Linked DNA regions of Mus musculus: region 1 is linked to region 2. The links are chromatin contacts, called in public promoter capture Hi-C maps. All regions are on one chromosome and are shown on one strand. Each heading gives the region's core, a stretch centred on a gene start, on an enhancer-like site or on the middle of the called end of the contact. The rest is flanking DNA. Distances are from core to core; before and after follow the strand shown.

Evidence for each region. Promoter capture Hi-C pulls out the DNA fragments that hold promoters and counts their contacts.
Region 1: a promoter capture Hi-C map of liver shows a contact between it and region 2, with 2.7 times the contacts expected there. The contact joins the promoter of Bnip5 here to the promoter of Tead3 in region 2. A contact is called at or near these places in 1 of 39 promoter capture datasets (liver), 1 of 115 datasets of contacts at active chromatin or transcription factors (bone marrow-derived macrophages) and 1 of 9 other capture datasets (macrophages).

The regions. Positions count from the first base shown.
Region 1 is chr17:28,911,855-28,916,957 of GRCm38.p6, reverse strand. Bnip5 (BCL2 interacting protein 5) reads left to right here and starts at 1,634. Exons shown (of 12, transcript NM_172450.3): 1 at 1,634-1,789. The coding sequence starts at 1,725.
Region 2 is chr17:28,347,736-28,352,557 of GRCm38.p6, reverse strand. Tead3 (TEA domain family member 3) reads left to right here and starts at 1,753. Exons shown (of 13, transcript NM_011566.4): 1 at 1,753-1,949. Tulp1 (tubby like protein 1) reads left to right here. Exons shown (of 15, transcript NM_021478.2): 15 at 556-1,043. The coding sequence ends at 689.

The DNA.
Region 1 (5,103 bases), core at 385-2,884, 560 kb before region 2:
GCTGGGATTATAAGTGTGCACCACCACACCCCACTGCCTTAATATCTTTTCAAGAAGGGTCCTTTGTAATCATTTTGTACTGGGCTCCACACACACCCTGTGGCTAGCCCTGTTCCTCAGACCCCTGGCTCTGTCTCTAGGGCTGCAGACTAAGATTTGGTCTTGGAGGAGCATTGATGAGAGAGGTGCAGGCACAGAAGCTTCCCTCCTGTGAGCGCTGGCACACAATACAAGCATGTCTGGGGTGGGATTGGGCAGTTTCAGGCAGATGCCTGAACAATGACCCCACATCTGCACAGTGACCTCACACCTGCACAGTGACCTCACACCTGCACAGTGACCTCACACCTGCACAGTGACCCCACACCTGCACAGTGACCTCACACCTGCACAGTGACCCCACACCTGTACAATAAGCCCACACCTGCACAGTGACCCCACATCTGCACAGTGACCCCACACCTGCCCCTCCATTGGCTTCTTTTTGATGTGATAAAATGCACACTACAGAAATTTTATCATAACCTTTTTTTTTCGGGGAGAGAGAGGGACAAGGTCTCAATATCATTAACTGGTCTGAAACTGGCTATGTAGCTATGTGACTTTAAACTCACAGAGATCTGCCTGCCTCTCCCTCCAGCATATTGGGATTAAAAGAGTGTATGATTGGGGCTGGAGAGATAGCTCAGTGGTTAAGAGCACTGACTGCTCTTCCAGAGGTCCTGAGTTCAAATCCCAGCAACCACATGGTGGCTCACAACCATAATGAAAGACACCCTCTTCAGGGGGGTCTGAAGATAGCTACAGTGGACTTACATATAATAAATAAATCTAAAAAAAAAAAAGCACATGATTAAATTTGGCCAAAGTGTTGTGTGTGTGCGTGTGTGTAAAGGACATTTTCAAATATTTATTTGTGTGCATGAGCATTTTGCTTACATAAATGTATGTGTATACCTGCACAGTGTCCATAGAGGTCAGAAGAGGGCATTAGATCCCCTTGAACTGGAATTAAATCATCACATGGCTGCTAGGAACTGAACCCAGGTTCTCTGCAAGAGCAGCCAGTGCTTTTAATCACTGGGCCATCTCTTCAGCCCCCAGAGCTTTTTTTTGGGGGGGGGGCAGGGTAGGACAAAATGACAGAGAATAGTCAGGCCTTTGTCTCAAAACAAAACAAAAACAAAAAACAAACAAACAAACAAATAAATAAAACCCAAACTCAAAAAACAAACCCAGCAAGCCCCTAAGAAGTTGGCTATTGGGAATTGGAAGTCTTTTTTTTTTTTTTTTTTTTTTTTTTTTTAAATATGGTGCTGGTCTTTAGTCTTGGAGGCGCCAAGAAAGCTTGGATTTCAATTTCATAACGCGGGCCAGACATGAAGCTGGTTTCTAAGCGCTGGTTTCGTTCAGGTACAATAAGGAAGCTGTCAACTGAAACTGTGTGTGTTTTTTCTCCTCTCTCTCTCTCTCCTGGGTAGAGAGCTTCCTATCTCTGCCACAGCCCAGAGGAGCGGGAAGCAACCTGGGCGGGAAGCAACCTGGTGGCCAGCCCTCCTCTCTGGTTGGCTACCTGTGAGCTCAGCTCCAGGGAAACAATACTATATATAAGCCAGGAGTTCTGAGTCCCTCTGAATAGTGTTAGCAGTTGCACGCAACAGCAGCTTCTTCTCCCTGGAAGTGCTGGAGCTGACCCACAAAGGACTTCTACATAACAAGGAACAATGCCCAGATCAAGGAATCCCAGCCAAGGGATGCCCCGGGACAGCAGCGACTCCTGTGGTCTGAGGTAGGTTGAATCTTCGCTTTTGGAACCAGGGCAATGGGTGGGTATTTCAGGGTCCCAAAGGATGCTGGACATAAGAGTAATAGACCCGAATCCAGACCTAATTCTGCTTCTAGCTTGCTGGTCTTCCTAGGGTCTGTTTTTAAAAAAAGATGGAGTGTGACTCAGAAGGAAGAGGTGCTTGCTCATGATATCCAAGCCTGAGTTCAAAACTTCATCCGAATCTTCCCATGCATGCCGTGGTACACCCCCCATGACACCCCTGCACACACCACACACACCATAAACACATGCATACACACACACACACACCATACCAAGCACACACACTCTCTCTCACACACACATAAAACATACACCACAAACACACACATACACACCACACACCCACATACACACACATACACACCACACATACATATACCACACATGAATGAATGCACCTCGCACGCATGCACACACACTCACACACACTCTCACACACACGCACACACCACTACCACCACACACAGAGAGACCTTGATTGGTCGTTGCTTAACAAGTGGGGCCGGGTGTGGCCAAGAACAGGTTTCCCACTCCAGGCTCAGGGGTCCCCGAAGAACCCCTCACTGCCCAGCCTGTGAGAAGGCAAGAGTCATGAAAGCATCTGTACCTCTCTCTGCAGGAGTCCAAAATAATGGCTTTGCTCTTGGCTTCACCTGGCTCTCCCCTGCCTGGAAGGTTCTGAGCTCTGGGTGGTATGGGCCCGAGAGAGACCTCGTGAGCTTAAGCATAGAGCCATTGGCTATGGGGCTGTGAGGCCCACTCTGGATTCATAAGCTTTGTACTTGGGGTACATGTGTCCAATCTCTATACACATATATAGATGTGTGACTACACAGTCAGGATGTGTGTGTGTGTGTGTGTGTGTGTGTGTGTGTGTGATTTGGAATTGGACCAGAGAGGAATGTTTAGGTCCTGCTCTCTGCTCCCAGCTCTGGGACTTTGACTGTGTGTCAGCAGCTCAGGGCCGCAGTACCCACGCCAGACAGTCTGATTCACTGGGTGCTGTCAGAGTCAACGCAATCACCGAGGTGAAAGGGCTTATAGTGTTTGTGTATAATTATTTATTTGTACCATAAACAAACAGGGCCTGCCTGGCCAGGGGTGGGGACAGGGGAACCTCTAGCCAGGCATCCCTTATGGATCTTAGACACGGGGCCTGGGGCAAGCTTTAGCCTCTTATGCTCGGAATAGAGACTGTATTGGGTATGCTGAGTTAGTGTAGGCTGACAGTATGCAGGATGTGCTCCTGCAGGGCCTTCCATAGCATCTGTGAGGCGGTGTGTGTGTGTGTGTGTTGTGTGTGTATGAGTGAATGTGTGTGAGTGTGTATATGTGTATATGTGTGTGAGTGTATATGTGTGTGTATGAGTGTGTATATGTGTGTGTGTGTGTGAGTGTGTATGTGTGTGTGTATGAGTGAGTGTGTGTGTATGAGTGAGTGTGTATATGTGTGTATGTGTATATGAGTGTATGTGTGTGAGTGTATATGTGTGTATGAGTGTGTATATGTGTGTGTGTGTGTGTGAGAGAGAGAGAGAGAGAGAGAGAGAGAGAGAGAGAGAGAGAGATCTACAAGGATGGAGGAGGAAGCACCGCAACTTTTGGCATGAGAATAATAGGCAAGGCAAATGTAATGAGGGCAAAGTTCAGTTTAGAAAATATGCCAAACACAGCCACGTGCTGGGGGAAACCGTGCCAGTTCAGTGTGACTTCTCTGGTCCTTTGTGGCTGTGAAATGAGTCACTGGAGCCATTTTCCTATCTTGGCTCCCGTGATCTGTGCATCAGACCTTGGGTATTTCTGGCTAGGGTGTATGGACTTTGCTCTGAAGTCTATTCTCAGCCATGGAAACAAACATGTTTACATGAGTGGTTGGGTATCCATGCAATGTGCCTGGACTCTCTCGGTCTGGGCCAGGAAGTTGTCTGTGATGACTCCTAAATGGGCACAATTTCATACTGAGGACACCCAGAAAGATCACTGGCAGTGAAATTTGGGGAGGTGGGTCAGCATCTTCTCAGAAAAGACAGGTATGCACAGAGAACGTCTCTCTAGAGTAACAGGCTCACCCTCTCTGGCCAGCCATACTCTCTCAGTCTCTGACCCAGATCTGGAACAGTGTTTCTACAACATTCCAAAGATGGAGCAGGCAGAGGGGTCGGGGAGGGTAGAGATGAGTTCCGTCAGTTGAGGCCACCTGGAAAAAGTTTCCAGGATGTGGTCATGGGATCAAAGGCCAGGACAGCTTGAGCAGAAGGCTGAAGAGTAAGACGAGATCTCTGGGCTTGGAGTCAGGAGGTCTTGGGGACCCTGGAGTGGTCCTTCACTGGGAATCTTGGAAAAGCATCATGGGACAAAGTCGCAGGCAGGAGAAAGATGCTGAGCTTATCCACAGCTGGAGAAAACTGTTTCCATGGCAATAGACCCCCGTTTTAAAAGATGGCTGTTCCTTTCTTCCAGCTAGGTGGGGATGCTCCCATTTGCTGTGGGATGGACGCCTGGTGCCAAGCCACCTCGGGGAAGAAAGGGGGCCTGAGGGAGATGAATATGGTGTCTTGCACATTTGGCTGCTTTCATGATTTGGTTGAACAGCAGTCTGGTTAACAGAAGCCCTGATCACTGTTTGAACAGTATTTCTGGCTCAACTTTCTTTGTGCTAATTCATATTATCAGGTGGTTCATTTGGTCTAAATTTGCCTTCTCTTAAGCCTGCAAGCTATTAAAGGGAGGGACAGCTACTGCCCTTGAAGGTGCCAGCTTGACCAGTATAAACGCCAGAACATTCTCTTTTGGGTGTACATTGCATCTTGCTTGTGGTTGTATCCTTAGCACCAACCAAGAGCAATTCAGAGGCTGGTGGAAGGTAAAAGCCAAGTGAAGTGGGTGTGGAGAAGGTCGAATATTTTCCTTAATTTTTCCTTCTCCCTCTCCTGACCTGAGCTGTATTTTGGAAGCACAACAGTAAGGCAGCTGACACCTGGGACTTCAGGAATGTGAGCCAGTTTCTATGTAAGGTATCTACACGGCCCAGATGTTCCCTTTGAGGAACATTAGTGACCAGGGCTTCTTCCCAAATTGCTTGCCTCCTCCCCTGACCCGACAACATCCTCACTTCCTTCAGAATTTTCCAGGAGACGTCGGGCAGTGCTGTGGGTCTCAGTAGTCTGTGACGACGGTGTCTGCTGCAAGGCCCAGTTCTCCCACCTCAGACAGAGCGTGTGTGTGTGTGTGTGTGTGTGTGTGTGTGTGTGTGTGTGTGTGTGTGGTGTGGT
Region 2 (4,822 bases), core at 504-3,003:
CTACAAGAAGTCTAGTCTCAGAAGAGATAGAAAAGGGAGAAAGGGGAGGGGGGTGGCTGATTGATTGCTGCTGATAGCCCTGATCAGAACGGGAGAGGCCTGAGTCCAGCGCTAATGGCTAAGGGAGGGAACGCCTGGGGTTGGAGAAGGGTCTGAACTGCGGTCAAAGGTTAGCCTTATGGGCAGGCCAGAGGAATGAGGCCAAAAGACAACTGAAAACTCGGTGAGGGAGGGTTCTGGTTTGGGCAAGTTTGACAGGGTCCCTCCCTGTACTGCTAGATTACAGGTTTACTGTAGCCCCAGGTGGTGGATGATAAGGCAGGGCCCCTGCCCTGCGGACTCCGTGTGACAGACCCCGCAGGGCCCCTGCCCTGCGGACTCCGTGTGACAGACCCTGTAGCGGCTGGGTTGGGCTGATTGGATGACCCAGAACGGGGAAGGTGGCCTGAAGCTGCATGGGGGCTATGACTCCACATCAAGGAGCAAGACCTCGTTTTGTTGAGGGGTTGCCTGTCGAGATGGGGTCCAAGGTCACCCCACGGTCTGTCTTCACAGCTGACTATATAGTGCTGCAGTTCGGCCGCGTGGCTGAGGACGCCTTCACCCTAGACTACCGGTACCCGCTGTGTGCTCTGCAGGCCTTCGCCATCGCCCTCTCCAGCTTCGACGGGAAGCTGGCCTGCGAGTGACCCCCCACAGCTCCTCAGCGCTGGGAAAGCATTCGGTTGGGGGTGGCAAGGTCCCTCCCCCACAGCTCCCATGGAAGGGCTCACCCCTCTCCGTGACCTCCGGGCATTTCCCCCCTCCACTCCCCCAGCCTGGCACCGGCTGAGGCAGAGGGGATGGAGATGAACATCTGGTCGCCCAAAAGTACTTGCCTCGCCCCCTCCTCCCCAGTCACTTCCTGTCAGAGAGCCGGAGTCAGATGTTCGAGGCCCCTCCGACCCCGCGCTGGGGGGTTTGTAGGGGGTGGGGAGGGGACGATGGTGAAGCAGAGCCAGGGACCCACATCCCCAATAAAGTCACGTCCGAGGCTGAACGCATCGGTAGTTTCTGGATTCATGTGTGTAAACTCAGGTGCCTGCGTTGGCCCCGCGCTCCCGCGTCCCCTTCTGTTCTATGGAACCTCGTCAAGCGCACAGGGTCCGGGCCCCCGACTCTCCGCCAGTAGGGAGGAGAGGGAGGGCCCTAGAGGTAGAGGAAGAGGGAGAAAGGGAGAAATTCGAGAAACAAGCCACTCGGGGAGAACCAGACAAACCGGGTCCGGGCAGGGCGGAGCCAAGTCTGAGGCCCCGGAGTGGGGGGCGGGCTCTGGGCGGGAGGGGAGCTGCAGAGGCCTGGGCTGCCCGGGACCCGAGTAGAAGGGTGGGGAGCCCGAGACCCCGTGCGCGCTCGGGTCATTTGGATGCGGAGGACGCGGCTCCCCAGGACCCTAAACACCTCCAAGGAGTTCAGCCTAGGGGGCAGAGCTCTCCTCTTGGCTCCGCCCCAGACCTGATCCCTCTAGATTCAGCGGAGTACCCACAAGGGGGTTGTGTAGGGGAGGTGGGAACTCTGAGACGACGAGCGAGGAATGGGGTGCGCGGGAGTGTGAATCCACAGCTACGGGCGTTCTTGGGACTGGGTGGTTAGAGAGACAGCAGGCCCCGGCCCGCCTTAGATCACTCCCCCCAAATAGCACCGCCCACCCGTGGGCCCGCCCGCCGTTGGCCCCGCCTACCGGTCCCGCCCCTCCCGCCCGCAGCCCCCACCCCCCGCCCGGCTCCCTCAACACAAACTTTCCGTCCCGCTCGCTCCCTCCTCCGCGCCCAGCACCTCCCGCTCCGGCCGGGCTCATTCCGTACATTCCGGCCATCCCCCTGCCCACGACCCCCCTTCCCGGCCCCCCTCACTACTCCCTCGGGCCCGGCGGAGCGGCCCGGCGGAGCGCCCCCCGGAGCTCGGAGCAGGTAAGCCCGGGGAATGCAACTCGGAGGCCTCGCGCGCAGAGGTGACTGCTCTGCTCGGGTGGCTTCTGGATGGCGGGGACCCGGGACACTCTAGGGGTTCTGAGCTATTGTCCAGCCCGCGCCGGAGCCCAGGACCTGGGTGCCGGGAACTTTGGAGGGAAGGGGGGAGACGCTCTCCGGGAAGCCCCGCCCACCCACCCCACCCCCCCGCGACCCGGAGGCTGGGAAGCCCGGAGTGTCCCGGGTGCCCGGGCCTGGCCCCGCCGTGTGCCGGGGTGTGCGCCCAGAGCCGCGGGCTTGGAAGGCCTGCGCCGGGACTCGTATCCGGGGCGCCCTTTGGACTCCCGAGAGCCCGCGAGCCCCGGGCTCCACGCAGGCCTTAGCCAGGGCGCGCCGGTGTGCGCGCTGCTCGCGGCTGCGCTGGGACCCGGCCCGGGTGTCTGGAAGCCACAGTGTGAGCCCGGAGCGTGTGCGCACCCAAAGGCGTGGGGGGACGCCTGTCCCCTACAGTTCTGCCGCCCGCCTCGGGGCGAGTCCCAGCTCCTTGCTCCAGGAGCCTCGCTCGGGACGCGGCTGGATTTGGGGCCTTCCCCGCACTTCTCCGGAGAACTTGTTAAGGCAATTGTGGGCGACAGGGCTTCCCTTCCCACTCGGGTCCTCTCCATTGTCTGTCACGTCTTTATTCCTGCCTGGGAAGGGAGGCTGGAGCGCTGATGTGGGTCTGTTTTCTAGCCCCAGCAGGCCTTCGGGGCAGTGTCACTTTAGCCCCTACTCTACCCGCCCCCCCCCCCCCCCCCAACAGGGGCCCTGATTGAGGGCTTAGTTTTTTAAAGAGCAAGAGGGAACGAACGAAGCCTAGGGCCGGGCTTCTCAGGGCCTGTGTCCCTCTCTCTGTATCTCGAGCTCTCTCCAGGTAGGGGCAGAACCAAGTCAGGCCTGGACTTGTAGCCTAGCCCGGAGGATGGCGGTGGGGGCTGGACACAGCTTTGAGGGACTGGTGTCCATGGTGGCTCCGTGTATTTGAACTCTCGTAGCCTGGATCTGTACACACAGGGTTTTGCCTCAGTGCTGGGGTCTGGGACACCCCTACACTCACAACCAGCTGCGGGCTGCTGCCAGGAGGGAAAGCAGCTATTAGTTGAAGGTGTAAGGACTATGCCTCTGCCCTTCCTAGTCCCCAGACCTCCTTCTCCTGACACTTGTTAAAGCAGTTGAGGGCATCCGGTCTTCCCTTCCCACTCTGGTCTTCCCCGTTGTCTGACAAGCCTTTTCTTCCTTCATGGGAAGGGTGAGGGTCTGTCTACTTATCCCTTGGGCCAAGAGTGGACAGGAGACTGAATTACCCCCCTCCTCAGGGAGGGGCTGGAAGCCAGGCCTTCCCCACCTCCAGGGAGGGAACTGTAATTAATGCTAATTAGCACTTTGGGGAACAGAATGGCCAGTGGTTGGCAGGAAATCTTTTGAGTGCACACACACACACACACACACAGGTGTGTGTCTATCCAGAGTCTCTCATCCACCATCACTGAATTTTTAGACCCTAACTAGTTCTGCTGTCGGGAGAAAAGAAATACGCATAAAAAGATAGCTCCACCAAGGGCAGGAGCTGGGTCTCTGGTTTGCTGCCCACTGTATTGGTAGCTCTTCAGGTGCTTGGTCCCTCATCCCACAGGCCCATCATGGAAGCTGAGCCTAGAGGGGTCTAGAGGGATGGGTGGGTCGCCCGGGACAGTGCAGGGAGGGCTGGGAGCAGAGTGTGGGGAAGGGCATGTAGTCAAAGCACGGTGGCCTGAGACAGAACTGAAGGGCCAGGGGAGGCTGTGTGTGGAGTTGGGGATGCTTGCCCTTGTAAGTGGGGTTCAGAGGTCACTGGATGGCTACTTAGAGCCTTTCAGGGCCCCCACAGTTCCATGTAGGAGCTTTTGCTGGAACAGCAGCCACCAGTCCTGTCCTGGGTGGATCTGGAGAAGCTGAGGTTCGGAGGGTGGACTCCTGTTTGAGGAGCAGTAAAGGGAAGGCCTGACTGTCACAGTGTTCTGGGGTTCCCAGGAGGTTCCCCATGGGTCTCGGGAGCCTGAGCCTGTCACTGCTGGCCTGTGCTCACTGTTGCGGTGCTCTGCGTGCTCCAGACCCTCCGGAGGCTAGAGCGGGAGAATCCAGACCCAGGTCCCCAGAGCCTGAGCCCTTGGGGTTTCCTAGAGTGTTGATTGTTTCCTGGACTCCCTGCCAGGCCTGAAAAGACAGGAAGTGATAGACGGAAATGGGAACACAACTGCTGGTGTGACTGGATTTGAGGATAGTTGAGGACCATGGGGGTCATCTGTGTGGGCCACACTGTGCAGGGGGTGTCTGTGTGGGAAAGGACCCAGGTACAGTCTCTGGGGCCACAAGTGGGGAGAGTGGGCGATGTGCCTGAGAGCCACGTCCTTCATCACTGTGGTCGTTGGAGAAACTGAGACCTTGGGCTGGCTGGCTGTTAGGAGAGACTGCTCTGAGGTAAGATTGCTTGTTGTCAAGCTAGAAATGGGATGTCCAGGACCCATGTGGTGTAAAGAGAGCCTGTGAGAATCTGGTGTGTAAGTTGGGTGGGGGGTAGAGATGCGTGCGTGCGTGTGTGCGTGTGCGTGTGTGTATGTGTGTGTGTGTGTGTGTGTGTGTGCGCGCGCGCGAATGCACGAGAGAGAAAGAGAGAGAGAGAGAGAGAGAGAGAGAGAGGGAGAGAGAGAGAGAGAGAGAGATCACTGGGATGATATTCCGGTGTTGGGTACCACAGTAGGGTAGTTGTGGAGAAAATTTGTGTGTCTATTTGTGTGTCTTTGGGTACACTGGCTGTGTGAGGGACTGTGGTGCTGGGATTCTACCTGAGAGGCGTT